6 separate regions of the Mus musculus genome follow, and all the other regions are linked to region 5. The links are chromatin contacts, called in public Hi-C, HiChIP or PLAC-seq and promoter capture Hi-C maps. All regions are on one chromosome and are shown on one strand. Each heading gives the region's core, a stretch centred on a gene start, on an enhancer-like site or on the middle of the called end of the contact. The rest is flanking DNA. Distances are from core to core; before and after follow the strand shown.

What was found. Promoter capture Hi-C pulls out the DNA fragments that hold promoters and counts their contacts. A called contact is a pair of places that touch in the nucleus more often than the background predicts. HiChIP or PLAC-seq counts read pairs in DNA pulled down with a chosen protein or histone mark.
Region 1: a contact with region 5 is called in a Hi-C map of B cells, with 6 read pairs. The contact joins the promoter of Arl14ep here to the promoter of Elp4 in region 5. A contact is called at or near these places in 5 of 39 promoter capture datasets (the 3T3-L1 cell line, the C10 cell line, embryonic stem cells and 2 more), 2 of 484 Hi-C or Micro-C datasets (B cells and muscle stem cells), 1 of 115 datasets of contacts at active chromatin or transcription factors (large pre-B cells) and 1 of 9 other capture datasets (liver).
Region 2: a promoter capture Hi-C map of liver shows a contact between it and region 5, with 4 times the contacts expected there. The contact joins the promoter of Ccdc73 here to the promoter of Elp4 in region 5. A contact is called at or near these places in 2 of 39 promoter capture datasets (hippocampal neurons and liver).
Region 3: a contact with region 5 is called in a promoter capture Hi-C map of liver, with 2.9 times the contacts expected there. The contact joins the promoter of 2310047K21Rik here to the promoter of Elp4 in region 5. A contact is called at or near these places in 4 of 39 promoter capture datasets (the 3T3-L1 cell line, hippocampal neurons, liver and 1 more), 1 of 484 Hi-C or Micro-C datasets (pre-B cells), 1 of 115 datasets of contacts at active chromatin or transcription factors (fibro-adipogenic progenitors) and 1 of 9 other capture datasets (adipose tissue).
Region 4: a contact with region 5 is called in a FOXA1 HiChIP or PLAC-seq map of pancreatic cancer cells. The contact joins the promoter of Tcp11l1 here to the promoter of Elp4 in region 5. A contact is called at or near these places in 2 of 39 promoter capture datasets (liver and pre-B cells) and 1 of 115 datasets of contacts at active chromatin or transcription factors (pancreatic cancer cells).
Region 6: a contact with region 5 is called in a promoter capture Hi-C map of hippocampal neurons, with 4 times the contacts expected there. The contact joins the promoter of Prrg4 here to the promoter of Elp4 in region 5. A contact is called at or near these places in 5 of 39 promoter capture datasets (the 3T3-L1 cell line, hippocampal neurons, liver and 1 more) and 1 of 9 other capture datasets (liver).

Annotation. Positions count from the first base shown.
Region 1 is chr2:106,973,122-106,975,821 of GRCm38.p6, reverse strand. It overlaps Arl14ep (ADP-ribosylation factor-like 14 effector protein), which reads left to right and starts at 1,425. Exons shown (of 5, transcript NM_001025102.2): 1 at 1,425-1,550.
Region 2 is chr2:104,884,812-104,887,651 of GRCm38.p6, reverse strand. It overlaps Ccdc73 (coiled-coil domain containing 73), which reads right to left and starts at 1,328. Exons shown (of 18, transcript NM_177600.4): 1 at 1,159-1,328.
Region 3 is chr2:104,815,554-104,818,358 of GRCm38.p6, reverse strand. 2310047K21Rik (a long non-coding RNA gene) reads right to left here and starts at 1,437. Exons shown (of 3, transcript XR_003953885.1): 1 at 1-1,437. It overlaps Qser1 (glutamine and serine rich 1), which reads left to right and starts at 1,663. Exons shown (of 12, transcript NM_001123327.2): 1 at 1,663-1,759.
Region 4 is chr2:104,710,605-104,713,459 of GRCm38.p6, reverse strand. Tcp11l1 (t-complex 11 like 1) reads left to right here and starts at 1,298. Exons shown (of 10, transcript NM_177190.5): 1 at 1,298-1,484. Gm6306 (predicted gene 6306) reads right to left here. Exons shown (of 1, transcript NR_166704.1): 1 at 557-2,855.
Region 5 is chr2:105,903,256-105,906,047 of GRCm38.p6, reverse strand. Elp4 (elongator acetyltransferase complex subunit 4) reads left to right here and starts at 1,484. Exons shown (of 10, transcript NM_023876.4): 1 at 1,484-1,779. The coding sequence starts at 1,560. It overlaps Immp1l (IMP1 inner mitochondrial membrane peptidase-like (S. cerevisiae)), which reads right to left and starts at 1,410. Exons shown (of 7, transcript NM_028260.2): 1 at 1,318-1,410.
Region 6 is chr2:104,848,387-104,851,120 of GRCm38.p6, reverse strand. It overlaps Prrg4 (proline rich Gla (G-carboxyglutamic acid) 4 (transmembrane)), which reads left to right and starts at 1,271. Exons shown (of 6, transcript NM_178695.5): 1 at 1,271-1,575; 2 at 1,921-2,045. The coding sequence starts at 1,943.

The DNA.
Region 1 (2,700 bases), core at 176-2,675, 1.1 Mb before region 5:
CTCTGGGTTTTTAAAAAACAAGCAAACGAAAACAAAACCCAATATACCTGCCTTTACGTGAGAGAAGGTAGAAGGGAGTGGAATCTCTGCCTAGCTGTAGGCATGCCCTAGTCTCTTCCCTTAAGGTCTAATCCAATGGGGCAGGTCAGGGTCTGGCTGGGAGACATCTACTAGGAAGGTAGGTTCAGCTTAAGAGCAAGTTTTCCCTTCCCAGACTCCTTCCAATGCCCCATTCAGTCCTAAGAGCAGAGCCTTGGTTAGGTTTGGCTGACCTCAATGGGTCTGACCTGCTTTCTGAGGCACGACAAAAAAACTGTGTAACTATTTATTGTTCCATCTTTTTCCTTCAGGTGCTGGCCAGAGCTCTCTAACTTAGCATTAGACTTCCTCCTCTTTGCGGAAGTTCCACCTCTCACCCCAAGGCTGTCTGCCACTGAGGCCGGTCATATTTATACTCTACATCTTCCTCTTTGGGACAACTTAAAGATTAACAAATTGCCTGCTCTTGGGTTTTCTTTTTAAAATTCTAATAAGTTGTCCTTGAGTTGTTCTGTTTTAGTTTATTCTTTTATTAATAAAACTAAGATCCCCAGGAAGGAACCCAAATTCCTAGGTTATCATATGTTGACTCTGCAGGGACACCCAAAAATTTCAGGTAATGCTGTCCTCCTTTTTAATCCTTGAGCTGACAAAGAGAACCGAACCCAGTCCTGCACTTCTAGATGACATCACTGGAGGTGGAGTTGATCCAAACACACCATATGTGTCAAATTCTCAAAACCAAGAAAACGTTATATTCATAGCCGCGTGGACTACCTATAGAGTTCTAGGGTCCAGCCTCAACTACCTGGCTGCAACCTTGTCCCAAAATTAAAACAAAAACTCACGCACCTCAAAACAACAATGATTACACCTCTTCTCTCCACCCCCAAAATGTAAAGGTTAATTTCCTGTGGTGTACCTTTTACTCAAAGATCTAGACTTTTTTTTTTTTTTTACAATATATAATAGAGAGAGCGTTTTAGAATATGTTTAGTTGGAATGGATCAAAAAATAAAATGTGAGACTTTAAATAAAAGGTCCATTCCTTGAGTTGCATTTAACTCTCCTCCAGGATTAGGGCTATCTAGGTGCGTTTGTTTGGTGTCCTGCACAGAACAGATTTGCAAACGAAGTAAAGGAAACCTGTGTTTGCTAAGGGCCTCCAAGAGCCTCCCAATTCCCCAACCTCAGGAGAGGATACAAGTTCCCCAAGGCGGGCGAGCAACTGAAGCAACTCTTGCGTTGGATTGAGTCATCCCCCCTTGTCCCCCGCACCCAGCCCTTCCTCCTCCGGAGGCCTCCGGGCTGGCTTCCGCTCTAGGCTCCTCCTGGTTCCTCTCCATGGTACAAGCGGTCTCTCTAGCCGCCCTCGCCGTCCTCTCGGTTTCTGCGCGGGGCCGGCGGTGGTGTGGAAAGCCGAGCTTGGCCTGTGCAGAGACGGTGCTTCCGGAGCCCAGCGGAGACCCGTGGCAGCTCAGGTGGACCGGGCCGGGTCGGGCCGTAGGGCTGTGAGTGGACTCTACCGATGGCACTTGAATGTGGGAGGCCGCGGTGAACCGGGAGGAGTGTTGGGAGGGGAGGCTTGTACGGCGGAAGGGGCTTGTAGCAGCCTGGCACCCGGCTCTACCCTGCACACAGTAGGTCCGCCACTGCATCAGATTGCAGGGTTTTATTTGAACCAGGGCCTCGCCACTGCTGAGCTTCATCCTCAGCTTCTTTGTGAGGACTCACTCGTGCCAAATGTCCTAAACTACCCTCCAACTCATCAAGCCCCTCCTGAGTAGCTCAGATTACAGAAACGAGTAACCAGGCCTGGGGCTTTTAAGTTTTGTTGTTTTGTTTTGTTTTTTGAGACAGTTTCTCTGTGTAGTCTTGGCTGACTTGGAATTCTCTATGTGGACGAGGCTAACCTAGAACTCACAGAGATCCGCCTGCCTCTGCCTCCCAAGTCTAACTTTAAAAACATTTTGTTTTATTACTTTATTTTGTATGGATGGATGTCTTGCCAGTATGTATGTGCCAGCAGTGCGTGGCTGGAGCCCCGACAGATCAGAACAGGGCGTCGGATTACCTTGAAACTGGAGTTACAGGATAGTCTGAGCCACCGGCGTGGGTGCTGGGAATTAACTTGGGTCTTCTGGAACCATCTCTCCAGACCGTCTTTAAAATTCACAATCTTCGCAGTTCTAACCGTGTGATATTTAGTTACGCACTTTGGTGGGTTGAGGGTTTCATTTGTTTCGTTTTGTTTTAAATTTTTTTCTACCCTAGTGCTGTTGATTATGTCTGATGAGTTGAGGCATTGGCAGAGAGTAGGGGCATTAATGAGTGAATCCCACGCGGGGTTGTGGTGGGGATCATTGCAGAGAAGTGGGATCCGATCACATCGATTTCAAGGAGAGTCTGCCATTTGGGACTCTAGGAATTTCTGACCTTGTGTTTATTCAAAAAATTTCTAAAGAGTAAAGTGTCAGAATTTGCTAATTAGAGAAGCCTTGGCTGTTGAGGGAATCCGGTAGTGCCTTGCCTTTGGAGCTTTGCATATAATGCACTAACAAGTAGCAGAGTATGGTGTTGCTGTAAAGCAGAAAGACTGGAAGTTTACTCTTTTACATAGGTTGATGGAAACCTCCGAGGTGAAGGAGGAATTAGTGATGC
Region 2 (2,840 bases), core at 79-2,578, 1.0 Mb after region 5:
GTGAGCCACCATGTGGTTGCTGGGATTTGAACTCTGGGACCCTTGGAAGAGCAGTCAGTGCTCTTAACCGCTGAGCCATCTCTCCAGCCCCCAATGAATGACTCTTAAGGGACTCCACATGGTTGAAACAGAAGGTAGCAATTAAATACAGGATCCCATAAATTCTTTGACAGTTCACACTCACTTTTTTTGAAAATTCTACATGAGGTAGAAGATCGGAATTATGTATGAATAATTTAAGCCCATAATTCAATTCAGCATTATAGGGATTAAGAAGACAGTTTTTTGTTTTGTTGTGTGTTTTTTTTTTTTTTTTTTGTTTTGGTTTGGTTTGGTTTTGGTTGGGCGGGGATGTAATTTTTGTTTGTTGTTATTTTTCAAGACAGGGTTTCTGTATAGCCCTGGCTGTCCTCGAACTAAGCCTTTAAACCAGGCTGGCCTGGAACATACATCCACCTGCCTCTGCCTCCAGAGTGCTGGGATTAAAGATGTTTGCCACCACTGCTTGGCTGAAGACAGAAATTTTATTCCCAGCAAATTTCCAATTAAATCTGTCTGTAAAAAACACACATGAAGAATAAATAATACTGTCAAATTCCTGCATTCTGAGGCTCAGGCAGGAGGATAAAAGATTTGGACGTCCTCCTGCATTACATACAAATCAAGACCTTAACTCAAAATCTGACAGAATAAAATTACCAGAAGAAATACGGAAAATCTAAAAATTTCTTTGAATATTTACATACTTCCATGATTTATAATTTTTGCCCTATACTTGAACTGTTCTGTAAAGTAATACCCACCAATTTACTAAGTTTTTTAAATGTGACAAAATGCCAGGCAGTGGTGGCGCACTCCTTTAATCCCAGCATTTGGGAGGCAGAGGCAGGAGGATTTCTGAGTTCGAAGCCAGCCTGGTCTACAGAGTGAGTTCCAGGACAGCCAGGACTACACAGAGAAACCCTGTCTCTGAGCAGTCGACTCCGTCAAAACTTTTGACAAGGGTGTCCAACATTATAACACTGTATTCATAACGTAAACGTGGGTCAAACAAAAGCAAGCACCCTAAAGCACACAACCCTATTAAGAAAACGCAAGCATCGTATTACCAACCAGCAGACCTGATGGGTGGCGGCCGAGGTGGAAGTCTAGACCCACCTGAAGGAGACTTGAGGGCGACCAGGCCTGGGGAAGTCAGCACGAGGATTTGGTGGGACACCTGAGGTCCAGGGCGACCTTGGTAAGAAACTGGGTGAAAATATTAGAGCGACCTCAAACAGCGCTCAACGCAATGCCTGATTTACCTCAGCGAAGACCGCTCAGTGCTCAGCACTTCCGGGTCATCTTCCCCTACCCAAAGGCGCTTCCGGTTTTCAGTCCGCATTTGTGCGGCTACATTTAAGGAATTGGAGCGGACGTATGTTAGTTTTTCTTTTTCAAGACAGGGCTCTTCTTTGTAGCCCTGTTTGTTATGAAACTCACTCTGCAGACCAGGCTGGCCTCGAAAACGGAGATCTGCCTACCTCTGCCTCCTGAGCGCTGGGAAGACCACCACTGCCGCCCTGCGTATTATTTGGAGGCGGGGGAGGGGTGTTGGGACAGTGTCTTACTATGTAGCCTTGGCTACCTGAAACTCACAGAGATCCGCCTACCTGTACCTACATCCAAAGTGCTGGAATTAAAGGACTATGCCACCATGTTCTGTTATGTTCATTTTAAATAGTCTTTGGAACAATTTAAAAGCAAACAATAACAAAAAAATACCAACCAGTGTTATTGATTAGGAACAACGAACGCTGTAAGAATAAGAAGGAGGAGGTGCCTATCCATTTAATACCTTATGATTTTGGATGTTTGATGTTCATGAATATGTTATTCATCAAGAAGACAATGTAGTTTTTTGTTTATTTGTTTTTTAAGCGAAATATTACATAGAAAAGGAAATGTAGGGAGCAACAAGATGGCTCTGCAGGTGAAGTCACCTGCTACCAGACCTGACGACCTCTTAGTTCTATCACTCGTTGTCCTCTTATCGCTTCCTGTGCCAGGGAGAAGGGAACAGGAAACAGGGAGGGGGTAGAAGAAGAGAAGGGATGGGGGAAGGAGAGACAGAGATAATTTTTAACTTTAGAGAAAAAGAAATTCTAATCTTATTGATTGCACCTCTTCTCTATTCTGAAACCTAACACGATGGTTCACAGGTGAGAACTCATTCCATACAACTATTAATACAGTATGTTCCAGGCCTACAGAGCTTATCCATGCTACCAAAATCTGAAAGGACTCTGACATGCATAGGGTACACAAATACACATACAAGTCAAAACGCTTATATACACAAAATAATACCAAAAAAACCTGCTTTGTAAAGCTCTCTGTTTCACATTGCTATCAAATCTAGAAGTGTTTGGCTGTTACCATCCTCTTCTAATAATTCCTATCCACATTTCTCCAGGTTATCTCCAGGATCCCAGGCCTGAGTGTTGTAAGCTAGCTTCCTGTTCTCTAAGCTTTACATTTTCAAATTAGGACTATGTGTACTTGCCTTAAACTCTGTTTGATTTTTTTTTTTCTTTTAGTCAATCAGAGAACACAGAAAACAACTATCCTCATAGCTTCTCAAGGAATTATAAGTCAAAGTAAAAAGTTATAACATGGGATAACTGTATTTTTTTCAGTCATTCAGACCTGATAAATAAGTATAATTATTCCTGCTGCAAGGAATATTTTAATAGCTTGATGTTAGCTAGTAATGCCAACAAGGAAGCTTGCTAGTCATTGTTTTTTTTTAACTTACTTATTATTATAAATAAGTACACTGTACCTGTCTTTAGACACAC
Region 3 (2,805 bases), core at 188-2,687, 1.1 Mb after region 5:
CATTTAGACTCCAGATCACCAGTCTGCTGGAAGTAAATGTTGTAGAGGGAGGAGGATATTTGCCGTACTTCTCAGCTGGATCTGAGATTTGGCAAATTCCTTCCTCAAGGAAAACCACTTTCCAAAGATATCCTAGGTAAATGCTTAATGAGATTAACATAAAACTGGAAAGGTCTACTGCGTCCACACCTTCGAATTCATTTGTAAATTACCACTACTTTCTTTTCTTCCCCACCGGGGGACCAGGCTGCAAGAGTCACAGGTGCAGAAGGTTTTTCACTAAAAACAGCATAGAAACAAAAGAATGAAGGCGCCAGGAGGAAAACATAGTCTCAGAACAAAATCAGTCTCGGAGGGGATGGCAGATCTAATGGCAGGTATTACAGAAGTTTAGATAGTCACCAGAGATAGAGAGTATCAGCTCTATTAGGTCTTCCGTTACGCCTGTCTGATTGGCTTAAACCTTTGTGCTAGTCTTTATCTTGAGAGATCTCTTTGCTAAGCACGTGATAGGTGTTAAGCCAATATTGATTTTTTTTAAAAGGAGAGATAGTCATTAAATCTAAGCTTCACGGTTAGTTTTAACTTTCAACTTATGGATCACAAGCCAAACGATTCATATGATCCCTGAATTTCATTACTCATAAGGAGAAACAGTTCGGGTAGGCACGACCTCAAAGTCATCAAATTACTCACACCACACAGCTTAGAAGTCCGATAAGGCAATGTTTGGGTAGAGTCTTGCAGAGATTAAACATCTTGAGCAGAGAGCCCCAACAAAGTGCATAGTGAGTTCGAATGTATTGTAATTAAAGTCATCCAGATGGTAGTTGGACTAATCAATGATGAGGCGGTATTTATCTTGGGATAGAAGATTCTGAACTCCAGAGTAAGAAAATCCCCAAGGTGGGGGGTGGGGACAGTTAATAAGTGCCCCTGGGAAAGGCCCATTCAGCTAGGGCTGCAAAATTCGTTTGAATTTGAATCAATTTGAATAGAAATCTCCCCCAGGAAGCAGGAACCAGATCCTCTAAGCCCAGCAAACTTTGGGCAGGAAGCGAGTACTGCAAAGCAACAGTCCCTTGTCTGTGGTTTGGGGCGCAGAGAAAGAAATCACAAGCGGGAATCGAGTGTTTGAGTTCCTTCAAAGAACCCGGGAGCGCAGAGTAACGAACTCCAGGCACAGTGCTGGCAAGCCCTCTCCTGTCCGCACCCATGCGGGTGCTCCGGCGCGTAGGCCTTCTCTTCACCGCTAGGGCGTCCACGGAGCAGCCCTCGTCCGGCCCGGCTCCCGAATCCGCAGCCAGCAGCGCGGGGCGCCGAGGGGGGCGGGGCGACGAGCGGGCGGAGGGCGCGGGAGGTGCATCCTGGGAAATCCAACAACATGGGGCGCCCGGGCTGCGGGCGCTGTGGCCGCCTCGCGTCCCGGCCGCAGGCGCCGCCGCTCTCCTGACGTCCGAGCCGAGGCCCGCCCGCCGCAGCCCGGTTCCCCCGCCCAGGCGCCCCCGCCCCCCGGCCGCGCCATGTGAGGGGCAGCTCCCGCCACCGCCTCTTCCTCCCCGCGCCTCCCGCCCGCCCCCGCCGCCTCAGCCCCCGCCATGGACGCGCACTACGCGCCCGCGGGCTTCGCTGAGCCTCCCGCGCCCCCCGCCAGCGCCGCCACGCAGCCCGCTGCCCCCGCCTGGGCCTACGAAGCCCGGGTCCCGGCCGCCGCCTCCAGCCCCAGCTGCAGCGGCAGCAGTCCCAGCCTCAAGGCCAGGTAGAGAGGGTGGGCGCGGGGTCTCACTGGGCCAGGAAAGGCCGCGGATGCGCCGGGGCCTGTGCCCGCCCCTCTCGGGGGCCCAGGCCGGGTGGGGAGCCTTCGAGGCGCCCTTCTTTGCTCCCGGGAGAGGCGGTGGACAACTCCTGGCGGGTGGTCCCGGCTGGGAGGGGGCGCATGGTGCAGGATTCGCTCCTGGGGCGGGTCGGGGCGTGGGGCAGAAAGGGAAGGTTGGGTGGGATGGAGGGGCGCAGTCACCTCTCGGTGCTGGACTCCCACATGGTAAAGTTTAAGCTCCGGGCTGACCTCGGTATCTGGGGAACCGGGACTGACTCCGCGGGGAGGCCTAAAGGGGCGCCGCGGAGTCCTGGGCAGTGACATTCCATTGTATTGGAATCTGGGTGGCCGACAATGTGGTGTTGGGGGCTTCGGCAGTGTGAAGGTGAGGGCGGTGGCAGGGCATGACGAGGAGCGGGGCCGTGTCGCTGACACTGGGGGTCCTGGGATGACTGGGCTGCAAGAGAACCCCCAGGGCGGGACACGAATGCAAAGCAGGGGCTGGGTGACATATGTTTATAGTGATGTAGTGTTCCACGCGTTCAAAGTTGCTTTTGGGTTTCCTCTGCTTTTAACAACGGCAGGAAGTCAAGATTCCCTCTTGGCTTTCAGTGTCTGGGGGTGACTGAGTTTTGGGAAGCGTTGAGGGCTGGTGGTCAAAGAAGGCTCTAGAGGTCGAAGACCCAAAGCATGCTTCTCCGTCTCCACTTCATTGTATAGTGCGGCTCTCCAGCATGGGCAGTAGACCCCAAAATGGGGACTCCTGTTTGCTATTTAAGCTCGCGAGAAATGTGTAGCAGTACTACACTTTGAAATGGTCACATTCGAATGATAACTGGAAGGCGTGGTCTGGCTTTGGGAGCGGGGTACTTTTTAAAAACCGCCTCCCCTAAACAATACTCGATCTAGTAGGTATAGCTTCTGACCCAAGAACAGGGAAATCCTGGCTGGTAATGACTTCATCCTCAGCTACCAACAGGAAGCCTTGT
Region 4 (2,855 bases), core at 49-2,548, 1.2 Mb after region 5:
AATTTTAAAATGTGCTTTCATTTTAATCCCAGGTATAGGGATGGGGGAACTGCTTAGGACTGTCTGCAACAGCGGACAATGATTTGCCTCGAGCTCCAGCTCCGTTTTGCGAGCTGCAAATAGTTTCTATGATTGTGTGAGTTGGGAATTCTGGAAACTTTTCAGTGATATATAAACAGTAGGTGGGGCCCGGAGTTTACATATGCGGTTTGTTAGTAGTAGTGCTTAAAGAAAAAAAAAGAAAAAAAGAAAAAAGGAAAGAAATTAAATTCAGGGATCCCTTAGCCGGGCGTGGTGGTGCACGCCTTTAACCCCAGCACTTGGGAGACAGAGGCAGGTGGATTTCTGAGTTCGAGGCTAGCCTGGTCTACAGAGTGAGTTCCTGGACAGCCAGGACTATACAGAGAAACCCTGTCTCGAAAAACCAAATCAATCAATCAAGAATCCCTCTCCCACCCCCACCCCCTCTGTCCTCTGTCTCTCCCCTCTATGCTTATTTCTCTTCGGTCTAGTGTTAGAGGGGGAAGGAGTGGGGGAGGAGAATCTACAAAGTAGCAAAGATTCCTATCTTTTATTTAAGATAGAGACAGATGACAAAGTATTTCTGTTAGTGAAGTTAGCTATTATAGCGCCCCAGGCTTGGAGTGGGGTGATGTTTTTGTTGGCTTAATTTTTTTTTTCTTGTACAACAATGATCATGCCCGCCCCAACTTTATGGACCCAGGGACATGATATTTAGGGGAAATGATCTTCCTTTCTGGAACGCAACTTCTCCAAGGGCTGAGCTAGGGAACCGCTGCTCTCGCCTCTTTTCATATCAAGCTGAAGCCTCGGTCACCCAAACACTTCGAAGGGACCGCTCAAGCCAGGGCTCAGAATCCAAAAGGAGCCTGTGAGTGTGTGGGTGTCCAAAATGAAGGCAAGGGAGTGAGATTGGCCTGGTTGATGGAATATTCAGTTTTCAAAGTCCTGGCAGGGAAAGTAGCTTCTAAGGCGCCCTGCGCTTTACCACACTTTTAACTGCGCGCCATCGCCTCCGCTTTTGCCCAACCTCAACATGGCGCCTCCCTGTGCGGCCGGAGCGACTTCGAGCCGGGGGCCACCGCACTCCCTCGGCCGCCCCCCTCCCCGGGCCCGCATCAGCCTTTCCACACAAAAACGTAGTGAAGCTCAGCTCCGAGCGCCAGATTCCCGAGCCCCTTGGTGACAGCGGGAGAGCCGGCCGCCGGTCCGTACAGGAGCATGGCGCCGCCCACGCTGGGCAGGCGCATCCCGCCTCCCCCGCCCCGCACTGAGCGCGGCCGGCGCTGCCCACCGACGCGGGGCACAGAGGACGGCCCGCAGCTCGGGGAGAGCCAGGCGCCCCGGCGGGGGTCGAGGCCCAGGCGCCCAGGCCGGCGCGCATCGCTCCCCCCCTTTCGCGTCGCGGACCCCGCGGTACTCGCAGCCGGAGTGACCCTGGGTGGTCGCCGACGCCGCGGCAGGTGAGCGGGGCAGAGGCCGGCGGGCCGGCCCGGGATCCACCGGGCGAAAGCGCTCCGGTTTCTGGACCTCTCCCAGCCGGTCGGGTCCCGAGGATGCAGGGTGGAGCGAGGAGGAGAACAGGGATGGGTGAGGCCCACCCTCCAGGCCGGACTCCCCGGCGCGCCCCTGCCCTCGCCGACCGAAACAGCTGTTTACGACGAAATCTGAACGCGGTTCCCGGCGCCGGGGGTCAGAGATCTTTTCTTTTCGCTTGAAAGACCCTTTCTGGAGGATTCTTTTGTGTTCAGCTTGGGCCGGCGTGCAGCTCCGACAGATGCCGGTCCCCGTGCCAGGATCCTCCCCCTCGGTTTCCTGGTTAGGTACCATAGGGTTTTATGATTGTTGAGTGAATGAATGAGAGCAATTAAATAGCACCCCCCCCCCCATAATCCTACTACTCTTTAATTATAGCTGCCAGTGTGGAATGGTGGTGGTGTGGCAGTCTGTGGCCGCAGGGTACCCTTATGCAGGAAACCAGGAGGCACTTAACTGTAGAAAACTGAAGCCACAGTAAAGACACAGAATGAGACCTCAGTAGTGATGGGGGAATAGGACATTTTAAGAAAAATGGGCCACTTTTACTGAAGTTATTGTCACTTTTAAACCACAGGTTCAGTGCTACCCAAAACACCTTGAACAACCCCTCCTAACAGTGACATCACACAGATGACACAGGGTTTTATGTCTGTCAACAAATGAGTATCTGTTTGCCGGGCTTGGGGGCTTAGGGGTATACTAATAGAGCATTTATGGAGAATATGATTGATCTTGGCTCTTGAGAAGTTCAAAATCTAGACAAAGCTTTTCATTTCATTTTTAGAGTACAAATTAGCGCTTTCCCCACCAGACCCCCAATTCCTCTTTCCATCTTTGCTTACTGCCACTTTTCCATTTCAGGCACCACTGGCTTTTCTGCTGGAGGAATGAAAACCCCCCTCCTTTCACCCCTACCCCGACGTTATAACTTGGTGAAATTCTACTCCTTTCAAAGACAGGTCACATGTCATCTTTTCTGGGAAAGTTTTCTCAGCTTCCTCCTCTTCAGAATAGCAGCGTCATGCTAATTTGAGTTTCATTGTGGCTCCTTGCAAGCATGCCTGTCCGTCTCTGATTAGATTGTTTTCAGCTTCCTATCCCTATTGGAATAATCATATTTTGACTGGAATTAAAGGCAGTGATGGATGCCAGCTGTCTCACAATCAGCCTTGCAGGACTTTGGAGAAAGATGTAAACATTCATAAGGTTGAAGGAAGAGCCCTGGGAGGAGACAGGACCTGAACAGGGTCTTGGGGGGACAGGGACAGTCTTTTGTGACTCAAGGCATCTTGCCT
Region 5 (2,792 bases), core at 235-2,734:
TACTGTCACCAGTGTGACATATCTGAAATGAAAACAAGCAACCTTTATCAAATCTCTCTGGTTGATGTGCTGCTAAACCACAAACTTTGTTGCCCCCCCATATGATTCTCTTATATTTGTTTGAAGTTTTTTTAATTATTATTTGTTTTGCTGATGCTAACTCTGAATATCTGATTCTCCTTTTCCAACTGTTTGGGATTATAGTCTCCTGCCCAAGCCCAAATATGATGCAGGAAAAAAGAAAGGGTGGGAAGGAGGAAGGGAAAGAGGGAATGGAAAGAAAAAACCGTAAGTAAAGGTGTTGTGGTGGCATTCACCTGTAAGTCTCAGGCAAAGGCAGGCAGACTTCTGTGAGTTATATACCAACAGGGCTACATAGAGAGATCCTGTCTCAAAATAAATGAATGAATGAATGAATGAATCAATCAATCAATCCATATATCATGTATCACCCATCACTGTCAGCAGTAATTAAGTGACACAAGTATTGACTTAGGTCTCTTTTTCCGTTCAAACATTGCTTATCTTGGATGTCTTCTAGAAATCACTTAACCAATTCCTCCTCCAGTTCACATATGAAAAAAAAAATCAGGTCTGAATTACATGGTTTTTTTTCTACCACAAATAAAACTCATAGTGTAGTAGGAACCCTCTCCATTCAGATTCAAATTACTAGAAAAATAAGGTACAAATACATCTAATTCCACTCAGATTTAGGGGAGAGAAACTTCAAGTAGTTTCCGTTATTTGCAGCTGCTTTGGAGAAGTGACAATTAAATGTGTGAACAAGGTTGTCAGAGTAACACTTGCCATTCACACTGCTTAGGAAAGACCCTCCGAGATTTCCAGAAACACTAATTAAAATTAAGAAAAGCTGCTCACGGGGACTTGTCAGAAAGGTATAGTCTGTGAGAGTGGGGGAAGAAAGCCCAATGGTCTCGAAGTTCATAAACGGAAGTTTCTAAGTAAAGTCTACCTTAACCCAACCCACCTAACCCTGGGTTCTCACTGCCTTAAGCCCAAGAGCTCACCAGCCACTGAAGTCACAGTTACTCCTGTCCAGACAGCTCAACCATTCGGGAAATCAAGGTTTCGAGGAGAGGTAGTGGTGGGGGTGGTAGGGATGGGGAATAACTTTCCTTAGAGACCCAAGAGGTGAGAGAGGCAAAAAGAGGCGTCTCTCTGCTAAACAGCAGGGGAGAGCGCCAACTCGCAGTGGCTTTAGAAGCCCTGGGGGCGAATCGCTTCTCTTTCCTTTCCTTTTAACTCGTGAACGTAGGCACTCGCAAATCAAGAATGCCGAAGGACGGTACCCACCTGCGGCCCCAAACACCAACAGAAGTTCCTCGGCCAGGACTCAGACGGACCAGGGCCGCGTACACCCCTCCAGCTTTACGCACCGCACTTTTCAGCAATAGGCCTTGCGATTGGTTGACCTGCAAGGAAATCTCAGTTCTATTGGCTGCCAATGGCGTGTAGGCGGGACTTTGGGGCTAGCTCTGACAGGCCCCCCGCTCCAGTTCCCAGAGTTCCGATTGGGTCATCGTAGGAGCTTCAAGATGGCGGCGGCAGACACTTGCGGCGCGGGTACCCTCAGCTCCCGGTCTGTGGCGTCCGAGGCGGGTCAGGGCGGCACCTCTAGTTTCCAGAGGAAGGGCAAGGCCTCTGGGGGCCCCGGAGGGGGCCCTCGGCTGCTGTCCATTGCTGGCACGCGACCGTCGGTGCGGAATGGACAACTGCTGGTGTCAACCGGGCTCCCAGCCCTGGACCAGCTCTTAGGTCGGTTCAGAATAAATATGTGGGCGCGTTCCAGGAGAAACTTGGGGGAGGGACTCCTGGGCAGCCCATCACCCCTGTGCTTGGCCCGGCCCCACGCACCCATTTCCTTTTTCCCTCTCTTCTTCATAAGCATGGTTAGGATGACCTGCCCTGACAGAGGAAGACTGGGAGGAAACTTGCATGGAGATGTCAAGAGGTGTGCACTAAGCCCGCCTTAAGACCCAGACTCCTTACTCTTCTCTGTTCAGCACCTCATTTCTAGATGACCATGGACTCCCTACATGCCATTACCCTAAAATGATTACTACTGAAAAAGAAACACATATGGAAAGGAATTGGCTTGTAGGATCCTCTGCTGGTGTCTTAGGACTCCTTCCTTCCAACCCCGGGTAGCTTAAAGCTGGGACTAACCCACAAAACTTTTTAGAGTTTTAAAGAAGGGTTCCTTTAGAAAAAGTTGAAAGTATTGCCCTCTTTCCCACAGCCTGGCTACTCATCTTAAATAGTAGAGCGGTATGGTTCTAAAGAGTGGATGTTAAAGATGCCTGTTGACTCAAAGAAATGACAGTCCTTGGTATTCAGATAGTTCTACACCCCACCCGAGTTTCTTTTTTTTTTTTTTAATTTTTTTTATTAGATATTTTCTTCATTTACATTTCAAATGCTATCCCAAAAGTCCCCTATGCCCTTATCCCCGCCCTGCCCTCCTACCCACCCACTCCCACTTCATGGCCCTGGCATTCCCCTGTACTGGGGCATATAAAGTTTGCAAGTCCAATGGGCCTCTCTTTCCAGTGATGGCCGACTAGGCCATCTTCTGCTACATATGCAGCTAGAGACACGAGCTCTCAGGGTACTGATTAGTTCATATTGCTGTTCCACCTATAGGGTTGCAGACCCCTTCAGCTCCTTGGGTACTTTCTCTAGCTCCTCCATTGGGGGCCCTGTGTTCCATCCAATTGATGACTGTGAGTATCCACTTCTGTATTTGCCAGGCACTGGCATAACCTCAG
Region 6 (2,734 bases), core at 22-2,521, 1.1 Mb after region 5:
GCAAAATGGTGTTTATCCCTCTCTTCCCAGGGCTTCCAGCCACAGGTTGTCTAAATGAGGGAGCAGGAGAATGGGTCTCCTGAGAGATACTTCCGATTCCTGTGCTCAACCATAAGGTATTTCTAGCTTCTCCACAGTCTGATCTCCACTGCTTAAGTAAGGTGAAAGAGCAGACTCCATTTTCCAGACCGCTTAAGCCTCTAGGGCGTGGGGCATGGATAGTGTTTGGAAGGAAACAAAAACAACGTCTGCAAAACATATGGAAATTCTTACTTGAATCCATTAATCAGAATAAAATAGATAATAGCCTTTCAGGGAAGAAAACAAATTTGGTGAAAAGTGAATTAACTGGAGACTAGAAAGGAGTGGGAATGCCATTTCACTGTGCTCTGTTTCAACTGTATGAAGTTCCAGGCTACTCTGGCCAAAGAGCAAAATTTAAATAGCGTTCCCAAGAGTAACAGCGCATGCTGTTTGGACATGAAGAGTGTGGTGAGACACTGTTCTCCTATCTTCTCACACCTCGAGCTCTGGGCCTCTTGAATTATTTTTAATTATATCTCTCACACAACATTTTTAAATAGAGAAATTTTCAAAATTTAACTTCATCTCATGACAATTAAGGGTGCTTATGCTCTTGCTGTTTCAAAAAAAAAAAAAGAAAAAAGAAAAAAACTCAACGAAAAGTTCAAGATCTAAGATTATTTGTTCAAGAAGGATGAACTTTTTAGCTGTCTGGGTATATGGGTAGCTACGGCCAAAGATATCTAATAAAAGCAGAAATATTCTGAGAACAAACACAATTTGTCACATTTTGTTTAAATTTACATACCGACACTAACCTAGTAGTATGGAAGATATTAAGCATCACAAGTATTCATCCACTGGAGGCTTATTAGTTAGCAGAGTGATGATATCATCACATGTCAAACAGCTTCTGGAAATTTCCACTGTAAACCCAAGGAGGGAAAGAATGAAAGTAAAAGAGGTGAAACCTTGCATTGTTGTCGTGGAAACAATTTTGACTCGGGGACATATTTGAAAGTATTTTTGTAGACAACCCAGACCTGGTGAAATACATCTGAGAACTTTGTAATTGCTATTAATTGATTTTTGGTCATGTGACAATGCAAATCACTAACAAAGTATATTTTCTCGGATGAATGCTATGTTCTCATCCCTGGACCACCCTGCGAGAACAGCTGACCGAAGGTAACCTCGGGAGGGCGCTCTGATAGGCCGCCAAAGTGTGAGCGTCCGGGTCTCAGTCGAGAAGGGCTGGGGACCGAGAGCGGGAGGTGGAGCGCTGCCAGGTGACCTCCTCGTCCGGTAGCGGTGGGAGTGGCTCCAGCACACAAGCTGGGCCCCGTGCGGCGCACGTTCCCCGAGCGCCCCTGCGCGGATCCTGGGCGCCTCTTTTGCGTCCTGGTGTCGCCTTGGAGCCGCGAAGAGCTAGGCTCCGACTGTCGCCGAGATCCAGAGGCGTCCGCGACTCAGGGCCAGGCCACCTCTCGGGCCAAGCGGATAACTCGGTTCCCGCCCAGGGGCTGCTGGAACATGCGCCCGGGGACACAGGTGCGGCGACCAGCGGCGAGGCGGGGCGGGGAGGAGTGGGAGAGTCATCCAGAGACGATGTCTCGACAGTGGCATTCCAGCACCTAGCTGCCTGTCAGCGTGGGCGAGAGTCGCGTCTGCCTGGGCCAGTGTCCGAACTCTCCTCCGCAGCTTCCCGGGAGTACCTTTTGTTCCCAGGCGCTCCGGAGGTGCCACCTGCCCGGAGCGCCTTGGGTCCCATAGATTAAGAGCGACCCGTGGGGTGCAACAGGTCGTTGTTGACTCAGTTCCGACTAAAACCCAACAGGCTGAGACTTGGCCTGCTTCTTTTCTTTTCTTTTAATGTCGTTGTCACTTTTGTTTTAGTTTGTTTGACAGTTGCTAGACTATGTTTCCACTTCTGATCGTACTCAGCCAGCTGCCCAGACTTACCCTCGCAGTTCCTCATTGTATCAGAAGCCTAAAGGATTCCGAACATGCCCCAGAAGAAGGTAAGCAAGCATGGCTGCCGATTGGGGGAAAACACTTCTGAAACCAGTTGCGGTCTACTGTGTAGATCTCAAGCCAAAGTGTGGTAGGGGGAATTACACGCCCCCGTGAACCACAGTGCAACAGCATATCCTATGTTTTAATTTGTGGCTTTCTTGTTTAGAGTTGTGGGTTTTTAACTATAATATGTACAAACGTATCTCCCTTAGTAAACAGATGTTTAACACCTGGTTTGTGGTTGACTAAATTGAAAGCCTTTTTCGAAGTCCGAAAGTCAGTGAGTTGTCGTTTCCTAGATGAAGCTGTGTGTTAGTTATAAAGAGGAAGGCTGCTTCTTGGAAGACTGACAGGGAGGCCAGACTCTTGTCAGGACTTGTTTGTGCACCGCTGGGAGTCCCCATATAGACAAGTGCTCTACCGCTGAGCCACATCCTGTCCCCTAGTCTGGATTTGTGAGATCCAGAGCAAGGGCTGGAAGGTAGGATGACCCTTCTGGTCATTGTTCCAAACGTTGTGTAGATAAAGGCAGATGCTTGAGAGATTAAGTGTAGTTTGCTGGCCCAGGATTTTCGGTTACAGGTCACAAATTGGTTCCTGCTTCCATTTAAAAAGCCTAACCTGGCAAAATCTGAAGTGAGAAGGAAAAAAAGAAAAAGAAAAAAAAAAGCCCTAGCTCTCCGCTTCCTTCCCC